2 separate regions of the Rattus norvegicus genome follow, and region 1 is linked to region 2. Evidence: chromatin contacts called from public Hi-C data. All regions are on one chromosome and are shown on one strand. The core of a region is the stretch at or near the end of the contact, and the rest is flanking DNA. Distances in the headings are between cores, read along the strand shown. Region 1 has its middle 100 kb from the start of Spring1. Region 2 has its middle 90 kb from the start of Med13l.

What was found. A called contact is a pair of places that touch in the nucleus more often than the background predicts.
Region 1: a Hi-C map of kidney shows a contact between it and region 2, with 2.1 times the contacts expected there. The contact joins two enhancer-like sites. A contact is called at or near these places in 2 of 12 Hi-C or Micro-C datasets (kidney and mammary epithelial cells).

Annotation. Positions count from the first base shown.
Region 1 is chr12:43,882,701-43,887,515 of GRCr8, reverse strand. No RefSeq gene overlaps it. Among named protein-coding and RNA genes, the nearest start is that of Spring1, 100 kb to the left of the region's middle. Within about 2 kb of position 1,430, at least 27 of the 93 cell types and tissues checked have an H3K27ac peak or open chromatin away from gene starts, as enhancers often do. A contact at or near this core is called in kidney, where this site is marked.
Region 2 is chr12:43,753,317-43,758,701 of GRCr8, reverse strand. No RefSeq gene overlaps it. Among named protein-coding and RNA genes, the nearest start is that of Med13l, 90 kb to the right of the region's middle. Within about 2 kb of position 1,516, at least 16 of the 93 cell types and tissues checked have an H3K27ac peak or open chromatin away from gene starts, as enhancers often do. A contact at or near this core is called in kidney, where this site is marked.

The DNA.
Region 1 (4,815 bases), core at 181-2,680, 130 kb before region 2:
AGCAGGGTAAAACAGCATGGGCGGCGGCTACATTCTAGAAAACAGTACTCTTGTTGTTTGCAGCAGGGACATCCCCCAGCAACAGACTGGAAATTGAAATGAAGGAAATATGCAAGAAAGCAAACATTCTTCAGTGTTTGGGCACGCATCCCTTTTCTCTCTCATCTATTGGCTTTGCACGAGGAAAGAGCACCTCACTTTACCCTCTGTCCTGTAGACTATGCATAATGCATAGACCCCCCCTTTTAGATTTTATTTGTGTATTTTATGTATATGAGTACACTGTAGCTGTCTTCAGACGCACCAGAAGAGGGCATCAGATCCCATGACTGATGGTTGTGAGCCACCATGTGGTCGCTGGGAATTGAACTCAGGACCTCTGGAAGAGCAGTCAGTCGGTGCTCTTAACCACTGAGCCATCTCTCCAGCCCATGCATACCCTTTGTACTATAATTTCTATGTTTGCTTCTTTTTTTTTTCTTTTTTCTTTTTTTTTTTTTGGAACTGGGGACCGAACCCAGGGCCTTGCGCTTGCTAGGCAAGTGCTCTACCACTGAGCTAAATCCTCAACCCCCTATGTTTGCTTCTTAACAAGCCTAACAAAACCAAACCAGAACACCCTTAAAACAGCCTTCCCTCCTCTCCCCTCCCCTCTCCTTTTCTTTCTCCCTCCTTCTCTCTGCTCCTTTTCTCCTTCCTTCCTTCCTTCTCTTCCTCTCTACCTTCCAAGGTCTCCACATGTAACCCAGGCTGACCACGAACTGGCAATCCTCCTGCCTCAGCCTCTTCAGCGCCAGCATTGTCTGCCTTCTCTCTGTGACAAAGCGAGGCTGGTGTGTTCTTGGGTGTCTTCCATGAACCAGGAGCCCCCATTATCGGTGGTAGTGAGCGTTTAGGTGACTTCAGAGTACCCAGGCCCTCACTAACCTCTCCTCTTTCATTTTTCCCTTTAACACGCGTCAGCACTGCAAAGAACTCCCTCACATGTCTGTCCAGCTCCTTCTCGGGAACTAGCAACTTTCTTCACCAGGTGGGAGGTTGGGGAAGCCGAGGACAGTTCCGGACACACAGCAGGTGCTCACGTGTGGTCCAGATGTAGTCAACAGAAGTGTGCCTGGTGCCTAGATGGCAGGCTCATGGTGGCTTCCACCGGTCTCCAGCCCTGTGTGCACCACTTCCCTTCAGCAAGGTTCCCGTCCACTTCTCCTGCCCTGCAAACGTGCTGTACTTGTGTGGAGGCTCTCGTCCAAGGCCCTCAGAGCACTTTATAAACATTAGCCACGTAAATAGCTTGCTTTGTGTGGGGCAGGTGGGGCGTGATTCACTGAGACCAAACTTGTTCTGGAAATGAATGGAAAGTTTAAGCGTAGTCAGAGACCTCCGGGGCCACTGGGCCATCTGCCCAGTGACGTCCGCCTGGCGGCTCAGGACACAGATTCCTGGAAGAACCCCCTCCCCCTCCACCCCTCCTTCTTTCTCACAGCCCAGTGCCCTGGAGCGGGGAGCTGTTTTTCCGCTTCTGTTGGCAAAGCTCTCTGAACTCAGTTAAGACAAGGCTCGTGGCTGCCAGGAGGTTTCTTGCATGGATTTATCAAGCCCCCACTTAGCAGAGCTGTCGGGGGAGATGTACGATTCAGAGGCTGATTCAACAACCCTTCCTAAAGGTCCTGGTGTTGGGGATACTGGCAGAGGAGGCTGAGGAGAGTAGATGGCTGTTGCAGAGGACGCACTTAGATGAATACAGACAGTGCCCAGGGCTTTGGAAGGGAGGGGAGAAGTCTGAGTCAGCTCCCACTTCTCGGAGGAGGAGTGATTTTGGATCGTCGGGGCCCTTTAAACTGTAACTTGCAAACCCTGTCTAGAACAGCCTTAAGCCACAAAGAAAAAGCCTTGGTTTGTAGAACAAACAAGTCCGGGAATAGAGTGGCTTCAGGCCCAGCTGGATCAAGGGGCTTACATGAGAGTTCCAACTCTGGCTTCTGTCTCTCTGTGTGCTGACCTCAGTTCCTCCAACCACAGGTGGCATTTCTGCCCCTTGAGAGAAAAGACGGGGACTGGAAACTCTTTGTTCAAGGCTTCCTGTGCACTAAACGTGTGTTTGCTTAACCAATATTTACAAAGCGATGAGTAAGACAGCTCTGCTCCATGTGTCCGGCGGGCAGAGTTACCTAGGTATCAAAGACACATGTCCAAAGATGTTCATTAGCCCATAAGACTGGAAGAAACTTAAACTTTCAATGATGGGGGCTAGGTAAGCAAGACGCACACCGTAGTGCTCACACAGAGGAAGACTGCTGAACGTCGGGAGTTACGAAATGTATGGCAGATGTGCTCTCCTGGGCCACCTGCCATTCCTAAGGAATCTTCGGCAAATTCGTGAGAACACAGGAGTCATATCACTTGGAGATGCTCAGTAAACCACAAAGATTGTGCAAGGGGAGGATGCGAGATGAGAAGCAAGTGCTTGGCCAGATCCACCCTCACCCATGGTGTGTCCCCTTTCATGTGATTTCTCACCAAGTCTGCCATGTTGAGAAAGAGTTTTAAGACTATATCCAATCTTAGGTTTGCTCAGAGAAACAGGACTAGATGTGGGGGGGGGGGTCTCCTGAGCAGCCTTCTCAGAGCCTTTAATTCAGAGGGTGGGTCTTAGAAGAAGTTTTGACTGTGAGGTTCACCTCTCCTTGGTGGCTTCCATAATGAAGTGTGGGTGGGGGAGGGGAGGGAGATTCTGGAAACAGTGGTATTCCATAGTCATGGAGACCCCAAGTGTGAAATAGAAGTACTGAAGAGGTGTTGGCTTCCTCTGAGCCCGTACCTCGGTCCAGTCTTCCTGCTTCCTCCTTGGCTTTGTTCTGGAACCCTGAGCAGGGACTTGAGAGAATCTAGAAAGGACAAACACACAGAAAAGCTGGAGCCATGCGGGCTGAGCTCACTCCAATGGATTCATCTAACTACCGTGAGCAGTCAGGAGCCTCCACTCATTTATTAGGACAGTACAGGGGGAGGTGCTTGTAGGCGAGGGGTCTCAGCTGTGCACACCTGGGAGGAAAAAGCCACAGTTGCCAGGTTTTTGTGCCCACTACTCACCTATTTGCACTGAGACCTTTAAGAAAGGCTTTGCTATGTCTTTAAGCCTCACCCAAGGAAGGTTTTACAACTCCTATGAAGATATGGCTGATCCTATGTCAATAATAGTCATTCACTCAGGGCTTCCTACTCTTCCCACAATGCCTTGCTTCTTTCCTCATTCTCCTCTAGATATTCACCTACTCCACCAGAGACTGACCGTAAACTCCTTGAGGAGCCCTGACTAATGCCCATACACAACTTAGCCCCTAACAGCTCTTCATGTTCACAGAATTGTGACACTCTCTCCTGGATCAACAACACAAGAGACAATGGCGCAACAGTGTGCTGAATGAGTGAACAGATGGATGGATTCAAAGAATGGACAGGGTGGGTGGAGTCAATGTCTGAATTAATGAATGGGTGGATGAGTGGACAGACAAATCGCATAGGTGGATGGGTGGTAGGTGGATGGGTGTGGGGGTAGGTGAACAAGCATTCAATGAATAGGTGGATGAATGAGTGGAGAGTCAAATTCAGTGAGTAGATAGATGGCTGAATAGAAGAATGGATGAATCAATAGATGGGTAGATGGATAAATAGATGGGTGGAGAAATTCAATGGATGGATGGATGGATGATATATCAATAGATGGATGGTGGGTGGATGGATGGATGGGTAGGTGGATGGATGGAGGATAGATGGATGGATGGGTGGGTGGATGGATGGGTGGATGGATGGATGGATAGATGGATGGGTGGGTGGGTGGATGGATGGATGGATGGATGGATAGCTAGATCAATGGATGGGTGCATGGTAGAGCAGATGGATAGACATACTGATGTATGCACATGCAGGTAGAATGGGTTGATGGGTACCATCTTGATCATTGTTCAGCCTCCAGGATACGCAGGCTTCCTAAGACTTCACATTATCACTTCCTGATTTCTAGGACACGCTCTACCTCCCTTTCCAATAAAAGGGAGTTGGTGCTATTTGCCTGGTAAATTTCCATTCTGCTTCTGCTGTTTGTCGCGGAGAGTGGTAATGCCGAATCTCACTAGGTCTAGGGTTCCCCTCAGTAAAGGATGAAAATGGCTTTGTTGTGGAAAGAATCTATCTATCTTCCTGCAGACTGTGCACTTTGTGGCTGGGAATAACTGGGGCAGTTCGGCATCCTTCTGGCTCTGCAGGGAAAGGCAGCTCTGGTCTTATTCCAAAGCAGAAGAAACCAATTGCACGGGGAGGGGGGAGAGTTGGGGGGGAGAGCGGGGAGGGCCAGTTTTGCGTCGACTGCCTAAGTATGTTGTCCCTGGGGATTTATGCTTTCAACCCACCTCCACTTCAGAGCTGGGCTGCTCCCCAAGGAAGAGCATCCCACAGCTCCCTGAGGAGTCCCGGTTTTCCCAGTCCCCACCTTTTGTTGCCCTTGGGCCTCCCTGGAAAGGGGGCCAGCTTCGCAATCAGTCTCAGAGGAAGACACCTAAGCTAGCGTGCTAGCGGGGGCAGCAGGGTGCCATTAGCTGGCTAGCCTGCTGCAGCCCAGTTCTCTAGACCAGAAAGACCTTAGCGCCCAGTGCTGCAGACGCCCCTCTCCCTCAGGTATCAGACCTTAGGAGGCTAAACTCAGTAGTTTGCTGGATGTCTGCGCAGAGATCCGGCTTCCCGTTGCCTCTGCCACGCTCTCCATGGGGTGCTGAACAAGAGCAGGCAAGCTGTGAGACAGCTATTAATATCCCCACTTCA
Region 2 (5,385 bases), core at 267-2,766:
TTAGGGATGGGGGCCTGGTTGGAGAAAGTGGGTCACTGGGCAGCTTTGTCCTCCTAGGTCCTTTTTGCTTCCCGGCCTCTATGAACTAAGTGGTTCCACCCATCATACATTGTTGCCAAGAGGTGATTCGCTGCCTCACAAAGGCCCCCCAGAGAGCAGAGCCACGTGGCTATAAATCCTCCCTCCTTAAAAGTTGTTTGTCTCGGGCATTGTCATAGCAACACGAGGCTCCCCTTCTTGCATGACTCTTCCCCACAAGATGAACTCCCTGATGAGCTAACCAGGGTTAGCATCTTGACTTCACCGTATGGTTTTACACCTTCTCCTTCCTTCCGACGTTTTGATTTTCCCATCTGTAAAATGGGATCGATCATCTTTTGGCAAAGTGTATGTTTCTGATGCAGCTTTGACAAACGGCCCCCTGCAGTCCTCGGGGAGGGATGCTTCCTTATTTCTCCTCGGAGTGTCTATGAAATCCCTGCCTTTGGTGAAGGGCACCTTTCTTGGATGGAAATTTGGAGCTGAACTCAGTGTGATCTCTTCTGCGTTTTTACCCTTACTGACAGACAGAGAAGACTAAGGTCTCCAGACAAAGAAGCAAATCCAGCCTAAGCCTCACAGTTGGCCCCAGCGTCTCTCTTTCACCCACTCGGAGGATCCTGTGGAATGGGGAGGGCTGCTCCAGAGAGCAAAATGTTTGGCCTGGCAGCCTTGTTCTTCATACAGCTAGCTAGTCATTTTCTCCTCTGTCTTGCTGAGCATGCATGAGGCAGGGGTGGATATGAAGGTCAGAGTCTCCACTTTTCCCAATCGAACTTTCCACAGAAATCAACTTTCCCAAGGATGCTGGGTACCCAGCTATTATTAGTCCAGAGGTTGTACTGGGAACCAGACAGGAAAGCAAGCTCCGTGCTGGTTGGAACTGGTGCAGGCTCAGCTCACCTGGGCAGCAGCATGCACTGGCTCCCTGATTAGTCTAAAAGAGCAGAAAGTACAGGACTTAGAGCTTTGCACTGGAAGATGATTCTAGGGTGCATGCACCCCGTCCTTCTGCAGCCCTCCTGGATAAACATTAACACACATGCCAGGCTGGTCAGGGTGCTCTGTGCCTGTCTCACCCCTACAGTCACCTTCAAGGTCATGGTCCCTGTCCATGAGTCAGGCTCAGAGAGGCTCCATTCCCTAGCCCGGCAAGGTGTTTATGCTGATAATTCCCGCTCTCAGGAGGCTGAGCCAGGAGCATAGGTCAGTTTAAAAGGCCAACGGGCTACCCACAGCCCTTTCTCAAAGACAGGATGGGGGTGGCTCTTCCAGTCCTCCCTGTTTGGAGGGTGGGGTCAGAAGTGGGAGGGGTTTCCTAAGAGGAAGGGGCGGGGCTTTCAGGGACCCTCCTTCTTCTGGTCCTGGTGGTAGAGTAGAAAGCAGGAGTTTAAGGGTGTGAACCCATGTTCCAGTTGTCTGTGTACCTAACACTGAGTTAATGGGTAGGGTGTGCGTCTGCGCGCAAGAGGGCATGTGTGGCTGTGCAGGGTTCGGGAAAGTGGTGGCTCTGTGTGTGTGTGTGTGCAAAGGTGGGTGTGCTGTGGAGGGGAGGTTGGAGGTGAGCGAGAGTCTGGGGTGTGCAGGGGTTTGGAATGTGCGTGTGTATGTCGGGGAAGGAGTGAGTAGTGTGGAGGGGTGGAGAGAGGTAGGGGTGAGTGTGGGGCGGGTCGGGGGTAATGTGTGAGAGAGGGGTGGTTTTTGTAGGGGCGGGGCCAACACTCCTGGAGCTGAGCCTGGAGGGTCAAGCCGGAGCATCCTCCCCTCATCCCTCCTCCCCTCCTCCCTCGGCCCCCGGATTCCCAGGGGATTCCGTTAACAGCTGGAACACATGAAAGCAGAAAAGCTGGGCGGGGCCAGGCGGGGTCAGAGGGGCTGAGCGGGGCGCTGGGCCCTGCCTTCCCCGGTTCCTGGATGCTAAGGATTACAGCCCCGGCTGCCTCTATTTAATCAGCTGGTAGCAATTTAACCATTACACCCCAGTGAGAGAATCTAAGACATTTCCTACAGCCCGGGAAGGAGAGGACTCAGAAGGGAGGAATGCGGGGGCGAGGGGTTGGGGGTGGGAGTACGACCGACGGGACACAGTACAGCTTTATTAAAGAGGAAAAAAATGAGAAAGGAACTAATTCCGTCTTGTGCTGTAGAGATAGGGCAGGGTGAGAGCCCCAACGTGGGTTGCTGGGGACCTTCATGAGCCACTGAGGGAGTCAGTAGAGCCACCTAGATGTGGGGATTTAGGGCAGGGGAAATTTTGTCTCCTGCATCAAGGGGGTGGTCCGGGGTCGGAGAGCGAAGTCTGCTTTCTGTAATCCCTGAGACAGCCTCCCTGAAGTGGGGCCCAGCAGAGCAGCTATGCGAGGGACCCCTCATCGTGGGCTACTGGCTGATGTGTGAGTGTTTAAAAAATGAGCCCGCGGCTGTCTTCTTTAAGAACTGGCTTCCTTGGCCTCTTTTCTGCTTCAGATGCTCCTTAGCCCTGCCACCAGCTGCTGCCTTGGAGCCCAAAGCAGGCGGCAACAGCGGGGAGCCCCGTGGCAGGACAGCCCAGAAGAAAGCAAAGGCAGTCAGTATCTGAGGTGTCAAAGCACCTCCCTTAAACTCTGAGGTCCCAGGCTGGCACCCCAGGCTGTCCTAGGCTTGCTGATGGTCCTGGAGCAAATTGCTTAAGTGTCTCTGAACTTAGGCTCTTGGTCCCGCTTACCGGGGTTGGTGAACTTTTTCTGCTCAGGACCAAATGGTAAATAAGCTTGTGAGTCAGAGTCTCCACGGCAACCATTCAACTATAGATAAACGAACAGGCATTGCTTCATCTAATAAAACTTTATTTACAAAAAACGATTAGGTGTTTCCTGCAGCCCCTAAGAACGAAACCCAGTGGCTTGTGGCACCCTATCTCCAGGGCCTGAAGCACATCTTCAGGTGACTGTCAGCCAGGTGGCAGGAACAAGGCAGCAACGATTCTTCTGCTCAACAAACTCACCACCACCATTCATACCCGGGAGCAAGTAAGAGTCTCAATCTGTTTTCTAAGGCTGTCATAGAAGACAGGAGGTGGAATCATTTACAAAGAACAAAGGTTTACTCAGCTCCCAATAATGGAGGTGGAGGTCCAGGATCAAGAGAGAGGGCTGTATCGACTGAAGGTCTTATGCTCCAGAAGGATGGCAGAAAGACAGACAGGTACATACAGAAAAGGCGTGACAAGGGGTGGCACCTCGTGGTTGCAGGAATAAACCTTCTCCTGTGAAAGGTAATAATCCTGTAGACAGTCTGATCACCCCTTTTAATGTAGCTTCTTTTCTAAGGAGGTGTGTGTGACTGAGTGTGTTTTTCTGTGTTTGTGAGTGTGTGTGCATGTGTGTGAGTGTGTTTGAGTGTGTGTAAGTGTATGTGTGTGTGACTGAGTGTGTTGTGTGTCTGTGAGTGTGTATGAGTCTCTGTGAGTGTATGTGTGTGTCTGTGTATGGATACATGTATGTGTGACTGCGTGTGTTTTTCTGTGTTAGTGTGTATGAGTGTGTATCTGTGTATAGATGTGTCTGACTGTGTGAGTGTTTTTCTGTGTCTGTGTTTGTGAGTGTATGTGTATGTATACAAATGTGTGACCATATGAGTATATGAATATGTTTTTCTGTGTGTGTGTGAGTGTATGTGCATGTGTGTGTGTGTATGGATGTGTGTGACTGTGAGAGTGTGTTGTGTGTCTGATTGCGAGTCTGTGTGTGAGTGTATGTGTGTATATCTATGTATGAATGTGTGTGTGACTGTGTGAGTGTGTTTTTCTCCGTGTGTGTGTGTGTATGAATGTGTGTATGACTGTGTATATGTTTTTCTGTGTGTGTGAGTTATATGTGTGTCAGTGAGTGTATACGTGTATGTGTGTGTACGTGTGTGTGTGTGTGTGTGTGTGTGCTTGCATATGGAGCTTGGAAGTCAACCTTGGGTCTCATTCCTCAGGAACCATCTTCACCTTGGATTTTGAGACAGGATCTCTCATTAACCTGGAGCTCGACAGACAGTAAGGGTAGACTGGCTGACCATTAAGCCCCAAGGCTACCTGTGCCTGCCTTTTAGCACTGGAATAACACACTGATACACACACACACACACACACTCACACACACACCCTGGTTTTTTTTTGTTTTTGTTTTTTTTTTTTTGTTTTTAAGATCAGTTTTGAGACTGAACTCGAATCCTGATGCTTCTGGGGCAAACACTGCACTTATTGAGCCTTCTCTCTACTCACGTCTTAAAGGAAATATCACGATACTGTTTGTTACATTGGGATCTAAATTTCCACATGAAATATTTTTGTTTGGGGGGTGGGGGAGGATCAAATCCAAGCCAAAATATTCAGCAAACAGCTTCTTCCTGGGGGCGGGGAGGGGCATCTGGGGAACTGGGCTTGGCAGAATGAATACGAGTTTTCCAAAAAGGACATGGGAAGACGAGGATAAAGGAGAAAGAACAGGACTGTCACTCAAGACACTAGTGGGAGGGATTACTTATGATCAGACAGGCAGGAGTCAAAGACACCCTTGAGGCTGACTCTCATATTTAGGTTAGAGAACAGGGAGTCACTAAGAAAGGCAACAGTTGCCCTTATTGCTGGTTGATGGCTACTGAACCAACTCCCCAGACACTCTGAACACTGGGCACAGAACCTGGTCACCCCCACCCCTCCCTGCCCCCCTTTCTTCCCCCCCTCTTCTGTCCAGGCATGGCACAGTAGCTCTGTAATTCATGCTGCTCCAACCCAATTCCCAGATGAGAAAACTGAGGCTCAGGGGGATTGGAGTTACCTCCACAGACTCAAACAGCTAAGAGCAGGGGTCTTCAGACACAGAGCTTGCCTGGAGGCACACAGCGAACAGCCGGAGAATCGGCCTGGCCCATGGGAAACTTACGGTCTTGGTAGGGAGACCAACAAAACTATCTTCAAGTAAAGCTAGACTTAGTCTATTTTCTGATGTAGCTGAATGCTACAGGCTGGGGCATTCATGAAGCATGAAGTTTGTTTGCCTCGTGGGTCTGGAGGTTGGGAAGCTGAGGAGAGTATTGTCAACATATGATGGGAGCCTTGGGCTATGTCCTAAGGTGGAAGAAGGCTTCTCTTTCTCCTTCTCCTTCCTTCCTTCTCACATCTCCTCCTGTCTCTTCTTCTCTCCTCCCTCTTCCTCTTTTTCTCCTCCTTCCTCCCTATTGATTTTCTAATCTAATCATGAAGCTAAAAAGCTTTGTGAAGCCACTGCCTCCTGCCTCCTGCTCCTCCTCTTCTCTCCTCTTCTTCCTCCTCAATGACAGGCTCTCACAATGTAGCCCAGGCTAGCCTCAAGCACATTC